Linked DNA regions of Hordeum vulgare: regions 1, 2 and 3 are each linked to region 4. The links are chromatin contacts, called in public Hi-C maps. All regions are on one chromosome and are shown on one strand. Each heading gives the region's core, a stretch centred on a gene start, on an enhancer-like site or on the middle of the called end of the contact. The rest is flanking DNA. Distances are from core to core; before and after follow the strand shown. Region 1 holds the start of LOC123452813 (alanine aminotransferase 2-like). Region 2 holds the start of LOC123452749 (GTP 3',8-cyclase, mitochondrial). Region 3 holds the start of LOC123396026 (flowering locus K homology domain). Region 4 holds the start of LOC123396297.

Region 1 (3,469 bases), core at 260-2,759, 360 kb before region 4:
AGCTTCCACAAAGTAGTTTGACAGCGTATGAGATATAACACTGTCAGGATGCCCAGCAGTAGCAGAGGAGCACAATATCTCCAACTATTATTCAGAGTGTTATGCATAAGATGGTGGACGAAGGAATTGCTCCGCATATGGTGGATCAAATAGTACCGGCGCGGATGCTCCATCTGTCAGGAAAATGTCCTCCGCATTGCATGGGAAAGCATCACGAGTGGCTATTCCAGCAGCAATTGCATTTCGCAACCCTTCAGTACCCTAGAGGTGAAAAGTGTCAGGTCTCATTTCTGCATTTGTGAAAATAGGTTCAGGGTTCCCGATCTTGCCTGACAGTGGCTGTATCCTCCCATTGCTCTCCCAGGAATGAGGTCTAATATCTCTCTTGCCCTTGTTATTGCATCAGAACTGCAACAGAAAACAATCGAGTTGAACTACCGCTTATGAATATGAATGCATCTTGCCCATATGATGCGTGGTGTTAATTACCTGAATATGGAACTAGTTACACTGCAGTTTAGAAGATGCGGGTAATCACACAAGGCAAGAACCTGGAAGACAAGAAAGCATCAGAGCATGGAGAAACGAGAATGTTAATACAAGAGTTCATATGGAGCAAATCGCCAACCTCACGGAAGAACTTAATTGGCTGTTGTCCGAGGTAATGTGGATTGCTAAGGTTGCAATAGATTATCTGCCGGAAGAAATGGAAAAATTAATCACAGTAAAACGATAAAAAAAATGGTAGGAACACTAACAGAAGTAGATGATATTTGGGGAAAGTTTCAGTGGAAGATGATATTGAATTGTTTTTCAATGATGTGATGAGGTCCACAGGAATGTTCAGTTTGTTTTGCAATAACGTGATGGGATTCACAGGAACATACCTCATTGAAAGGGTATACACCTGGATTTGTTTCTAGCTCTTTCTGCATGCGCTGGACACCTCACCAAGGAACAGAAGAGAGGATCACTTGATTTGCATGATCTGCCAAAGCTAGGTGCAAAATACTACTACAGTAGTAGAGTGGCAATTTAACATGGCTCTGTCTCGTGTACAGCGGCTCAGACACACACATATACGGATACAGCAGCTTCCGTTTCTCTCTCAGGGATTTGAATGTCTTGGAAAATAGCGATTTTGGGGATGATACCTGCGCGCGGCGGGCCACGGCGCCCCCGAGGTGATCCGAGAGCGCCAGCACCTGCAAAACCAACCAGCCACCAGCAGCAGCATTGGACTTGGAGCACGGAAGCTGCTGTGGGTTGTGGATCGGACGGCGGCAGAGGCCTGCTACGTACGTACCTTTGGGTTGAGGGAGTCGACGGTGAGGGCGCGCGCGGAGGCGGGAGACATCGCCGCGACGACGGCGGGCGGGGGATCAAGCGGCGGCCTGGGAGGAGTGGGTGGCAGGCTTGGTTTGTTGGTTCTTGGTTGGCTGCCCAAGCCACAGTCCAAAGCTGCTTCACGTCACGTGGTACAGGAGTTGCTGTCGGAAACAAAAGCAATTCTGCAACTCCATTATTGTTCTTGTCGCTGTTGCATCAGAACTGCCATGCCATCTCGCGAGTCGGGGCGTACGTAGTACTTCTTCGCCGCGAAAGCCCGGGAGTATCCCCGGCGATTCGGCAAAATTACAGCGGAGCCGCCATCGAAGCCGATCCAACGGCTCTGCTCGCTCCATGCTAGCTCAAGGGGAGGCGCTCTGACCGTTGGATGCGTCCATTTACTGTTTGCCGTTCGTAAACGTCTCTCCTGGTTACTTTTACCGCCAATATCAGGAGTTAAACCGAGACTCTTTTCTGAAACTAGTAGTAAGTGTAAATGCACGTCTCGATTAATATATAAATATATGTTAACATTGACATGAATAAAAATATAGTTTGATTGCATTAAATATATTACAATTCAAAACAACATTTTCAAGTAGCATCACATGCATAGAGAAAAAAAAATACACTATTATCTTAGTATTTTCTATGGTAAACCTTTTCAGCCGACGTGGAGCGGTCTCATCCACTCGCTCGTGGCTACAGGGCCTACCACGTTATCTCTTTCCTCATCCCCGGGTCCTTCTCTTTCCTTTTTGCCAACCTCCCGGTTGCCATGGGAAATCCTACCCCAACGATCTCCTCCAGCGAGCACCCTCGAAGCCTACCACCGAACCATTGTCCTCCCCTCGATTTCCCCTCTCTCAACTGCTCTATGGCGACCGGAGCTGCAACGCGCATGGCCCGCTAAGTCGCATCCATGGCCGAAGGCGTAATTTACTACATGCTTCAACCGGCATCGAAATTTGATACAACCGACACCGCATTTTGCTACCACCGGTGTCGCATTTGGCTACATCGCACATGGCGTCGCGGCTTTTGCTACAATCGGTGTTTCATTTTGCTACAACCGGCATAACGTTTTGCTACATCCATCACGGCTGAGCTGCGACCCGTGACGGCAGAACCATGCTCGCGTTTGTTGCAATCGTTGATAGAAAAAGCTTCAACAATATATAAAAATGTTTCAACCGGCATAACGTTTTCCTACATCCATCACGGCTGAGCTGCGACCCGTGACGGCGGAACTGCTGGGGAACGTCGCATGGGAAACAAAATTTTCCTATGCGCACGAAGACCTATCATGGTGATGTCCATCTACGAGAGGGGATGAGTGATCTACGTACCCTTGTAGATCGTACAGAAGAAGCGTTAGTGAACGCGGTTGATGTAGTGGAACGTCCTCGCGTCCCTCGATCCGCCCCGCGAACAATCCCGCGATCAGTCCCACGATCTAGTACCGAACGGACGGCACCTCCGCGTTCAGCACACGTACAACTCGACGATGATCTCGGCCTTCTTGATCCAGCAAGAGAGTCGGAGAGGTAGAAGAGTTCTCCGGCAGCGTGACGGCGCTCCGGAGGTTGGTGATGACCTTGTCTCAGCAGGGCTCCGCCCGAGCTCCGCAGAAACGCGATCTAGAGGAAAAACCGTGGAGGTATGTGATCGGGCTGCCGTGGAAAAGTCGTCTCAAATCAGCCCTAAAACCTCCGTATATATAGGTGGGAGGGAGGGAGCCTTGCCTTGGGGCTCAAGGAGCCCCAAGGGGGTCGGCCGAGTCCAAGGGGGGAAGGCTCCCCCCCCAAACCGAGTTGGACTTGGTTTGGTGGGTGGGAGTCCTTCCCTTCCTTCCCACCTCCCTTTTTTTTTCTTTCTCTTTGATTTTTATCTCTATGGCGCATAGGGCCCTTTTGGGCTGTCCCACCAGCCCACTAAGGGCTGGTGCGCCACCCTTATGGCCTATGGGCTTCCCCGGGGTGGGTTGGCCCCCCGGTGAACTCCCGGAACCCATTCGTCATTCCCGGTACATTCCCGGTAACTCCGAAAACCTTCCGGTAATCAAATGAGGTCATCCTATATATCAATCTTCGTTTCTGGACCATTCCGGAAACCCTCGTGACGTCTGTGATCTCATCCG
Region 2 (3,569 bases), core at 203-2,702, 260 kb after region 4:
CCAGTATCTCTGCATAAGGGACCAGCTTCTTGACATTCCAAACATTACCATCAAATGGCATGAACTCAATAAATCGAACATTAATAGGCTTGTGTCTAGTCAATTCAACAAAATCGCAGATTTCATCATCATTCATTCCACGCATGACAACACAGTTTATCTGGCAGCAGAAAAGGGATGACGGGAAATATGTCAACAAATTATGTATAGTATTAAATGAATAAGTCTCTACTTTTTGAAATGATATTCGAAAACAAAGCACTGAAATAATTTAGTGTGCAAAAGAACTGCATGCCTTGACGGGGTCATATCCAAGTTGTATGGCAGTGTCTATTGATTCCATGACCTTGGAGTGCCCTTTCCGCCTCGTCATGAATTCGAACTTTGCAGGGATCAATGTGTCCAAGCTAATATTTAAAGCGTTAAGACCACATTCTTTCAGTCTCGGGAGCTTCTTGGAAAGAACGATCCCGTTTGTGGTCATCGCGATAGTTTTCAGCCCCTTTAGGCCTGAAAGATGCAAGCAGATATCTTCGAGGTCTTTCCTAACTGTCGGTTCCCCGCCAGTCAACCTGATCTTGTCCACACCAGAAGTAACAAAAAGATTGGCAATTCGGATTATCTCGTGGTGCGACAGAAGCTCTGCCTTCGGTGTGAGCTCGACTCCTTCGGCAGGCATGCAGTACTGACATCTCAGGTTACAGCGCTCGGTCAAGGAGATCCTCAAGTAGTTGTGGAACCTCCCGAACGAATCTACAAGCATATCCGATGTCGGCGTCTCCACCGGTAGCGCTTCTGGCTTTGTGGCGCAACAGGTGGAGTATGCATTTGAGCGCCTATGGGCGTAGGTGGCTCTGGTTGGAGCGGAAGTGCTGGTCAGACTTCGGAGCCCTACCCTCATAGGATCAACCTACAAAAAAAAAAAATCGCAGGGTTAGTGTGGGAAAAGTTTATCGTATCGAAAACCGCTAGCTCGCCTTCGTCTCCAAATCAAAATTGATAAAAAGGGAAATCGGCACAATCGGGCAGAATGGGGGATGGATGGACCGCGGGTCCAGGAGCGGGCACCTGGTGGTCGGGCATGTTGAGGCGACGGAGCTGGTGGTGCGGCCATCTCCCGGCGACGGGAGCGGAGAGGGGGCGGGGGGCGGGAGCAGCCGGCGGCGGCGGGACGACGGTGGGGGAGCGGCTCGAGGGCGTCGCCGGCGAGCTCCATGGGTCCCTCTCCCCCGTCACGGCTCCGCGGGAGGTCGGAGGGGGGAGGCAGGGAGGCCGCCGGGAGGCGGAGAGGAGGCGGCGGCGGAGAGTGGAGGTCGCATGGGAGGCGGCGGGCTGCATCAGGGGCGGAGAGGTTGAGTTACTTCTCCGATTGACTGACTGGTGGGGTCAAACTCGGCTGTACTGTACTGGTCGCCGATCGCTACTCATTCCGTTGAAAGGAACGTGATATGATACGGAAGTAGATATGATTTGATTATGCTCCAGCCAATCAATCAGGCAGACAAATGGGAATCGGAGACGAACTCGGCACCTGTCGCTTGGCCGCATCGGTGGGGCAACATATAGGGTGACACTAGCGTCGAAGCGCCTTTTCTATATATATATATATGTATATATACTGCTACCTCCGTCACAGTTTAGAAGACAATATTTAGATTGTCAATTTAATTTATATAAAATCTATTGTTTAATATAAAAATTATATCATTAAAAAATAGAACATCTAAAGTTTTTAAAAATATATTTTTTGTAATATATGTTTATCATTAAGTTGATCAAATTGACGACCTACGTACACGTGCCGGACTTATAAACTGAGATGAAGGGAGTAGTAACAATGCCCGTGCGTTGCACCGGATTAAATTATCGATTTTTTATCATGAATTTTGTATTTGAAAAGCCCGTTCCTCCCTCCCCCTCCTCTCATGCCCTCCGTCAAAACCTACTTAAACTCCACACCGTCATTGAAGTGCAAGTAGATATGTAACATACGACAATCCATTATAGCAACTAATACCTATAATATCTTATAATATGAATATTATGGTAGGGGAAGTGGAATCCAGGGGAGCGACGAGCAGGGGAGATACCTTGCGAGAAGTAGGAGGCGCCCACTGTCGAGTAGGCTGGGCACCGTTGTTGGTGGGGCTGCGGGATGGACGTCAACAGGCAGCTCGTCCATGCTCCCCGCATGGTCAACGAGCAGTTGCGGTTTTATTTATTTTTTAAAAAATATGATTGAATATTTTTCTAAATCCTTGTATCCATATATAAAAACAGACACACCGATATATAAAAATAAAATGGTCGAAAAAGTTGCTCATAAATATAATGAATTGTACAATGCCTATATTTTTTCTCTGAGGGAAATCATGTACTCACTTATTTGGACCTTGCTGGCACAATTTGGTATTGAAAACTCCTTATTTCAAAATGCGCCAACGCATGACAACATTGTAGGCAGGAACACAAATTGAGGTTTAGAAGAAATATGGAAACCATGTACTCACTTTGCAATTTATTATTAGACTGGTGAACCACTTAATCTCAACCGTACAATAATAACAAAATGAGTTTTGATGTCCATGACAAAGGGAGGATATTCTGTATAGTCCGCAGCATGTGATTAGGCTATGTTTTTTTCGTCGTGCATGTAGAGACGTCATGCATCCCATAATAATCCTCAAATCCCTTCATCCTTTTATAGCCCGCAATTTTCTTTCACACGACACTTATGCAACGTCACGCACCTTCTAGCCAGTTTGTTATCTTGATTACTCACGGACATATTTAAATTAAATATATAGGGCGAGGTGGGACTTTTCTTTCTTTTTGCTATCGCGCATATACGCTAGCCTCTGCCTCCGTCCCGCTCAATGAGACGACCATCTCCCTGGAGTGCACGGGGCTGCAGCTGTACCATGATAGCGGTAGGTAGGCTGGGCGCTTCCTAGACCATGGTAACGGTAAGTAGACTGGGCGCCTCTACCTCTGCTAGTCCAAGAAGGACGCTGCCGTGTGGCTCGTTGCCTGATGCTCCTCTACAGGCACTACAGCGAGCCCTTCTTCGGCGAGGTTGACAGACGACCACAATGCCAGGGCGCGGCGAGTGCATGGAGGTGTGGAGCGTTTAGGGCGTTGTCGCCAAGCCAAGTTGACCACGCTGGCGCTGACGCCGCCCATCCTCCTCCCCCTCCCTCCCCACCGGCGCAGGCTCCTCCGTCAGGCCACGCCGCACCGTGCGAGCCGTCGTATGATGCAAGCTCGCTGTCGTCACCGTCTCCTACGCGGCGCCCGCAGCCGCTCCCGTATCTGTGGTCGCCGTCCGCCTATGCCTCCTCACAGGCAGATGCTCCTCTGCCAGGGCGGCTCTACGCCGTGCGGGCCGCCGTCCGATGCTAGCTCGTTGCCGCCACCGCCTCCTCCGCGGTGCCCATGGCCGCTCGTGGATCCGGCGTGGAACGCCGCGACCATGAACTTGGACTTCAAGCCCCACCACTGGACCTCCTCATGCGCCTCCTATATCACCTCCACGCCATCCGTGGTTTTGGATCCGTCCCCTGCCGCGT
Region 3 (4,035 bases), core at 933-3,432, 420 kb after region 4:
ACAATTATACATAATTTCATAAGTTGGCCGATCGCAGTACTCCTACCACATGGTCAATCATTTTATGTTAGAAGTATTTCAGAGTGAAACAATTGCATTATCCATGTAAAATCCAAAACTATCAATAGCTGCGTCCATACTAAATTAAGTCTCGGTTAGGACTACACTTAACTAGTCAAACCAATATCATAATATCCGTTTGTTCCTTGCTGGTTGCTGCAACAAAGGGCATACAGCCATTCCATATAAGCAGGTGGTTCATATTGCATTGTTTTTCATGAATAATACAATAGCTAAAAAGTTCTTTATAATATCTATGGTGATCCAATCTTCCAAATTGTAAACCTTCAGTCTGATTTAGCAGTGATAGTGAAATCATAATTAAATGGAGCACTATTAAGCCCCATATTAACCAGTCTAACTATTTTAAAACATTCAGAAGTGTCTGAACAAAATTGCCTATTCGGAACTCAAGGACAGTAAGCATCCCTAATTGAGTAATTGGCTCCCAATAAGAGAAAAATCAATCTGCAACTACAAATGTAGTTTAATACAGCATAAAACCTGAAACCAGTTGATCTTTTCATATGTATGATTTTTTTACCAAGTGAAGACTTACTAAGGCCTTCTATTTATCAACTACTATAGGCATCTACAATAGTAAAGTAAGTAAACTATAGCGCATCAAGACAATATACACACAAACGTTCTCAACTTCTGATAAGCTGGTAAATAAGAATGTGAGAAGGCAACCATCAACACAGAATGTAACTGCAGTGTGCTGTACAGTCCTATAGCTACACATAGTTGAAAGGCTTGCTAGCATATCAATCCTTAAGACAGGCACAAAAACAGATCATCATTATACAACGAACCGATATACCGCTGCATCGTTCTATTGAAGAAACTATAGAACAAAAAAAAATACTGATAGGGGCAACAGATCAACCTTGGTTTTCACATGTACTCAGGATGCCTAAAAAAGACCACAGACCTTCAACACTACTGGAAACTATGATAATAACAATTCAGGATGGAACAAGAGAATGAAGAACTCACAGCTCTTTCTGGAACACCTGGTGGGCCATCAAGAATCTTTATGCGGGCTTTGGATTCATCACACATTCTTTTGATAAACTCCCCTTTGCGGCCAATGAGAGCACCCACCTTTTGGGTAGAAACCAGTACACGGAACACACTTTCTCCAGGCCACCCAGGCCATTTCGTGTCTTCCGCCACCACATTGGCCAGTTGGTCTGCCTCAGCTTCCCCACCATCAACGTTTGCTGGCTCTTCAAGTGAACCAATAGCCTGGTCCTCTCTGTTCTGATCCCCCATATCCTCATCTTTCACAGTCACCTGCGCTTCATCGCTGGGGTTCTCAGATTCTTCGTTGTTTGTGCCTTTGGGTTCCTCGTCAGCAGATGGCTTTTCTGCTTCTTCCTCAGGATTGGCTTGTCCCTCAATGCTAGCATCGGCTTGCTCGCCGCTGGTAGGATCAGGGATGTCGTTCATCTCATGCTCCACGACAGCAGGAGTCTCAGCAGGCCCATCCATATTCTCTGGAGCACACAACAAAAAAACCACTGTCAACCACAGCCAAGTAGCATAAACACTCTGCACATACTCTAGATGCGCTAGTCACAGCATCAACTAATCTCTGCACATGCTCTAGATGCGCTAGTGACAGCATCAACTAATCACTAAATAAACCAACCAGATGCTGCTCTGGACCACACCAAGCACACGGGCCGCGGATCCACGCGCAAACCCTAAGCGTCAGTCGCCAGGAGCGACATGGAGGACGCACGGCCTCCGAACCCTAAATCCAGAGCACTGGAGGGCGCGCCACCATGCCCCGTACCGCGCGTCCGCATCCAGAGTAAGCCAACACACACACGCGCGCGCGCGTGCAAGGCTGCAGCCGCCAGCGAGTTATTCACCTACGCTCGACCCCGCGAGCAAGCTACAGGGTCACGGATGGCAGAGTGCGAGCGAGAGGGAGAGAGAGAGAGAGAGAGGGTGCAGAGCGTGAACCTTGTACGGATGTGGAATCAGGCCTCGCCGGAGAGGAAGCACGGCCGCCGCCGCCGCCGCCGCCGCCGCGGGAGAGGTGTGGGCGAGGGTTTTGACGGGAGCGAAGGAGCACGGGGGAGGGGATTTGGGTCGAGAGCGGGTTGTGTGCTCGTGCGCTTGCCGTTTTCGACATCGCTATATACGGGCTGCAGCGGCCCTGCGGGCCGGGCCCAAACGAGTCTATGGGCCATGGCTCTTCGCGCTTCTCTTGTGGGCCGGGCCGGGTGGGCAGCGGGCCCCACCGAGCCAGTTGTTTAGTTCGTTTGTTTCGTGGTGGACTCATGTCGTCTTCCTCGCCACCACACCACTGCAGTGCCGTCGCGTCATCTCCCACCTCCCACATCGGGCCAGCGGAAGCGGAGGCAGCGGCTGCGTGCGGAACCAACCATGCTCCCCTTCCTCCTCTCCCTCTTCCTCCTCGTCGGCGCCGCAGCGGGGGTACAGGGCCACGACGACGCGGCGGCGCGGCGGACGATGGAGGAGTTCGCCGGCTTCCCCGCCTCCGACGACGGCGAGGGCGGACGCGCCTCCCCCTTGCGCGTCGACTCCGACAGCCTCCAGCGCCAGGTGCCATACTCCCCTCCCCCTTGCGCTGCTTTCCCGTCCGTCGCGCCGGCCAGGCCAGCCCGCCGGTAACGCCTGTTGCTCCGGGGACGTGGCGCGGGCGGGATTAATGGACTGTGGTCCGCGGCGCGGTCCCGTTCTGATTGGCGCTGATGACGTGGGGTTGGTAATGTGGTGATGGTTTTCTCTTCCGCTTTGGTTGCGCAGATTGATGAACTGGCCTCGTTCTCCGACTCGCCGGCGCCGTCGGTGACGCGCGTCCTGTACAGCGACAAGGATGTTCAAGCTCGTAGGTGAGGATAAAACAGCCAGTTCAGGTTTCCCTACCCCCGGCTCGTGAGGGTTAGCTATATGTTCCCTGGTCACGAGAGTTATTAGCGAGTAGTTGCAATTACAATAGCTTCATTTGCCTTTACTCTGATTGCCTCGAGTTCTCTTGGAGCCAAATTGGAACTCCACAGAAATTTATTTCATTGGCCTATACTAATTAATTGATCAGTCTGGATTATTAGGATCTGAATTTGCATTGCTTCTGATTTCACAGTGGCCGTCACATTTTGAATGGTTCTGTGCAAAGTGTAAAATGACGCTAGGCATTAATTGTGAGTTTTTGCCACTGCCTTGTGCTTTTCTGACCAAAGTGCACGCTTAACTGCATTTATGTGCACATTAAGCGCAAGGAACCGCTAGGCGTTTTGCTCTCGCCTAGAACCACCTTTTGTAACCATGGTTGTGTGTACAGTATACCTGGGCATATGTCGGGCCGGGCTGGAAAAAAGCCCGCTGCTGAAAACCCAGGCCCGAGCCCGGCCCGGCCCGGCTGTCGGGCCTAATAAATCGGGTCTGAGCCTAAAAAGCCCGACCGGCCCGGTCTGACTGCGGCTGAAATTTTGTTTTTCACAGGCCCGAGCCCGACCCGGCTTGACCGTCGGGGTCAATTTTCAGGCCCGAGCCCGGCCCAATGGGACGATTAGGCCTGGCCCGGCCCGGGATTTTCGGGCCGAGTCTGGTCGGGCTGTACGGGCTGGGCTGCCCATGGCCAATAGTGGTGTACAGTATACATGCTGTTGGTTCATGACAGCATGCATTTCTGCTTAGTAGCTACCCTATGCTGATCATTGATATCTTCTCTTAATGCATATAGGTACATTAAAGGGATAATGAAACAGCTTGGCCTCTCTGTTCGAGAAGATGCCGTTGGCAACATATTTGGCCGCTGGTGAGTTGGTATTTGGTACCTCCGGGATTCTGTTGTTGGTTTATGTATCTGAATTTGAAAGTTGTTAGCAGTGGACAATTGCAAATGATTCTTTTAGCCAATGAGCTTTGAATTTATATGATTTGTATGTTTGGAGTAACAGCTTTACCATGCAGCTCACTTTTTGCTTTGCTCGA
Region 4 (3,490 bases), core at 859-3,358:
TGTATGCATCTGTTCATGACGATCTTCTGTTTCCTTCATTTGCTTAACTAGCTAGTGTGTCTAGTCCTCTCTATACGTATAGTACGTAGCGTCGACCAAGCACGGAGATAAGAAAGGACACTTCTCTCTATTAATTAGCATGCTAACACAATATATGAAACACCTAAATTAACCCCCAAAACCCCCAAACCCTTCCCCCCCTTTCAAAAAAAACCCAGCACCTGAGATGCTGACGCGTGGATGCCTATTGGTCCCGGTTGGTGCCACCAACCGGGACCAAAGGGCCTCCTGCCTGGGCTCGCCGCACCGGCCACGTGGAGGCCCATCTGTCCCGGTTTATGCAAGAACCAGGACTAAAGGTTTAGGGCATTAGTACCGACACTTTAGTCCCGGTTCAAAAACCGGGACAAATGGCCCTCACGAACCGGGACAATAGGTCCTTTTTCTACTAGTGTTCCTCACGAGGGAGCCGATGACATGGTTCGGCAATTGCGCCTTTGGAGGCTTCGTAGGGACAAATTCCCACTGACTGCATGATGAAAAAGACAAGCATGTGTGAGTGGAAAAGTTGTGGTATTTCAAAATAATTTGCAAATCAAATGCTTACCAATCTCCCGTCGGAGTTATGAGAGGACGATCGGTGGTAGCCGTTGGTTCCGGGACCTTCCCCGGACCACACCCTAATTTCTTCCTCTTGGAAGTGTTGCTCGACGTAGACCCCTAGCCATCCCAGTGCACCATGTCGCCAGACTCGGTAGCGAGCTGATCTTCTCCTTGAAAGGACCCACCGACATCGTCATCCGATGATGGGTGCTCATCGGCACTAAGCTGGTGGGAGCCGGACGACTCAGTCGTACCAGAGTTGCTCGTGTGGGTCAACCTACGGTTCATGACTCTCCGATACTTACAGCGAGAGCCCCCCTCAGAATCTGAAAAAAATAGCTATACTTGCATCGTGATATATAAAAATCATCAGAGTCAATATTCACATATTTACAAACAGAAAATGGAAAGATAATATTCGTAACAACAAATTAGAGGTAGACAGGAAACAGAAAATTGGTATTTGTTTCTTGTGTAGGTTATATATGCATATCATATAAACGGGGAATTAAACAAAATCTAAAATGGACACTTGAAATATCTGTTCGAAAGAAGAAAAAAAATCTGATTTCTTGAAATTCTGCATAGATGTTAGATTCTTCTAGGCTTGCAGGATCACCTACAAATGTTGCATCAGGTCCTTTATTTCAATGTATCGTCAAGTTCATTGGACATACCCAGTTCCCAGTTTCTAGGAAATTTGGATCTAATTCAGCATAAGGTTTAGACTGTGAGAGCTAGGGCCAGGATTGCTCTCAACCATCAGGCACCCTCACGCTTAGGAAAATACCGTTGAAAGATGGAATAGAGTAAGTTATAAAAATTAACTGCTAAACTATGATTACGTGCTGATAAATGTTGATGATAATTAAGAAATGATGTGTTTTGATCAATGTTGTCAAATGAATGGGATAGTGTAGTGTCATAATTAATGAGAATGGTAACCTGAGACTTTGCATGAAGGGGCAAATCATGTTTGGAGAATGAAACCTTCAGATTACATAAGTGAAGTTAGTTTCCACTCCACTTGTAGGCAAGCACTGCTCTTTAATTTGGAAGTGATTATCATCTTTAAGAAGGGAGATCAATGCGCTTAATATGGTGTACATGATGTTATGATCCGTTTTATTTATTTCTTATGTGACATCAAGACTTCTTTCGCTCAGTTTTCTTTGTTTAGATCTTACTTCCATTCTGTAGCCATACAATATCATTTATTATACCGTTGTACTCACATGAACAATCCTTAGCTGACTCTTTGTTCCAAAAGGTTGGCAGTGGCCACTTTCACATTATATCTGCAGTGCTTAGTAAACTACATGTTATGTAAACTGCTTATTCTAGCATGAACATGGAGTATGAAAAATTTGAATTTTTTATTGTATCCCATGGTGAGGGTTCCATACCGCACGAGGAAATATGAGAGGCATATACTTTTTTTTCAAGGCAATAAATCACACCTGTTGCGTTCATATCTGGTAAGGCAAATTTCTCAGAGGAGGGATATGAAGAAACGAAATTCAGGTATGGATCTGTGCATATCACATTTTTTATTAATAGGAAAAAATGTATATGAGTTATTCATGATATGATGTGATTGAGATAATACATAAGATAAACCCAATCGCTGTCTGGCGAGCGAGCGTGATTTGTCGCGTTGGAGCAGCCGCTCCACGACCGTCCATCACGCGCAGCACACGTGGCCCCAGCGGACCGACCAGGTGGGCGGTGTTATTGTGTCCAAATTTTTGGGAAACGCACCGCTTCGTCCCGCTGTTTTCCCCATCTCTCTCCTCGCTCTCACCTGCGGCCAGCCAAAATCCTCACCACAATCCCTCGAATCCTCTCAGCCTCCGCGCAGGTGCGGGCGGCGTGAGAGCCGGCGACGAAGCAAATAGTCGAACGCGGCGAAGGATCCAACTCCAGTTCGTCGGGGCGAGGGACGGAGAAGGTAGGAGCGACGGGCGGATTGGCCGGTGGAGTTGGTGGTTCAGCGCGAGGCGGTGTGGATCCCTCCCAAAGATTCCAGATCCTGATGCTGCGACGGGCGGAGTGGTCAGTTAATCCCCCTCTCCCTCTCATCTCACTGGTTTTTGGGTGTTCGTCGCTGACGGTAGATCGGACGGAGAGCCTCTCGGGGGGAGGTTAGGGAGAGAGGGGGAGGTGTAGTAGCGGAGGCTCAGCTCAGGCGTCGCGAGGAGAGGTAGGGGGGGCGAAGTTACTCGTGCTCTCCGCAGTGCGGTACGGGGAGTGGGGGAGGTGGAGAGGACGGCGCGAGTTTGAGCTGAGCTCAGGCGCCGCGGGGAGAGGTAGGAGGGAGTGGGGCGGGCTGGCGAGATGAGGAAGGAGAGGCCCTCGACCCGATTTTGTGTCCATTTTTGCTCGTTAGGCATTTTTACAGAATTTCAGTAAGCAATTCTGTAAGTTTTTGTAGGCAATTCATCTGTATTTACTAGGCAGTTTGTGTTACCTGAAGTAATTTTTGAGTTATAGTAGTGTGTCTAATGCGGGGTAGTGGTCAGCATGTTCTTTCAGCACTTTTTTGCCTGGGGGGAAACAACACTGATGGAAGGTGTTGAGGGGCAATAGTAGTGATGTTCTGGGGGGAATACGGTTGGAATAGGACAACATTTTCACTGAAATGACAGGCTTCTACTAGTAGCACTTTGTTATCAGAATGTGTAATGCATGTGCTGTCGCCATTTAGTTTTTGAAGATTGAACATTCCAGATGACTGTTATATTCTGCAACAGAATTCTCAGATAGGTGTGTTTCGTTTATACCTGAACAATGCAGGTTTATTTGTCGCATCAGGAAGGCACCAAAAAACATGTCTCATTCAGTACAATTTGGTGTGGTGTATATGCTATTTTCCTGGGAGAAGTAC

Evidence for each region. A called contact is a pair of places that touch in the nucleus more often than the background predicts.
Region 1: a Hi-C map of leaf shows a contact between it and region 4, with 5 times the contacts expected there. The contact joins the promoter of LOC123452813 here to the promoter of LOC123396297 in region 4. A contact is called at or near these places in 2 of 6 Hi-C or Micro-C datasets (leaf and seedling) and 1 of 1 datasets of contacts at active chromatin or transcription factors (embryo).
Region 2: a contact with region 4 is called in a Hi-C map of leaf, with 3 times the contacts expected there. The contact joins the promoter of LOC123452749 here to the promoter of LOC123396297 in region 4. A contact is called at or near these places in 3 of 6 Hi-C or Micro-C datasets (leaf and seedling) and 1 of 1 datasets of contacts at active chromatin or transcription factors (embryo).
Region 3: a Hi-C map of leaf shows a contact between it and region 4, with 2.0 times the contacts expected there. The contact joins the promoter of LOC123396026 here to the promoter of LOC123396297 in region 4. A contact is called at or near these places in 3 of 6 Hi-C or Micro-C datasets (leaf and seedling).

Annotation. Positions count from the first base shown.
Region 1 is chr5H:48,492,364-48,495,832 of MorexV3_pseudomolecules_assembly, forward strand. LOC123452813 (alanine aminotransferase 2-like) reads right to left here and starts at 1,510. Exons shown (of 15, transcript XM_045129535.1): 1 at 1,307-1,510; 2 at 1,155-1,205; 3 at 888-938; 4 at 629-694; 5 at 490-551; 6 at 330-408; 7 at 157-261. The coding sequence starts at 1,357.
Region 2 is chr5H:49,116,307-49,119,875 of MorexV3_pseudomolecules_assembly, forward strand. LOC123452749 (GTP 3',8-cyclase, mitochondrial) reads right to left here and starts at 1,453. Exons shown (of 7, transcript XM_045129458.1): 1 at 1,069-1,453; 2 at 296-910; 3 at 1-160. The coding sequence starts at 1,338.
Region 3 is chr5H:49,270,954-49,274,988 of MorexV3_pseudomolecules_assembly, forward strand. It overlaps LOC123396026 (flowering locus K homology domain), which reads right to left and starts at 2,183. Exons shown (of 7, transcript XM_045091056.1): 1 at 2,038-2,183; 2 at 1,060-1,562. The coding sequence starts at 1,557. LOC123396027 (ureidoglycolate hydrolase) reads left to right here and starts at 2,366. Exons shown (of 12, transcript XM_045091057.1): 1 at 2,366-2,643; 2 at 2,848-2,933; 3 at 3,785-3,859. The coding sequence starts at 2,464.
Region 4 is chr5H:48,853,067-48,856,556 of MorexV3_pseudomolecules_assembly, forward strand. It overlaps LOC123396297, which reads left to right and starts at 2,109. Exons shown (of 4, transcript XM_045091271.1): 1 at 2,109-2,127; 2 at 2,270-2,658. The coding sequence starts at 2,109.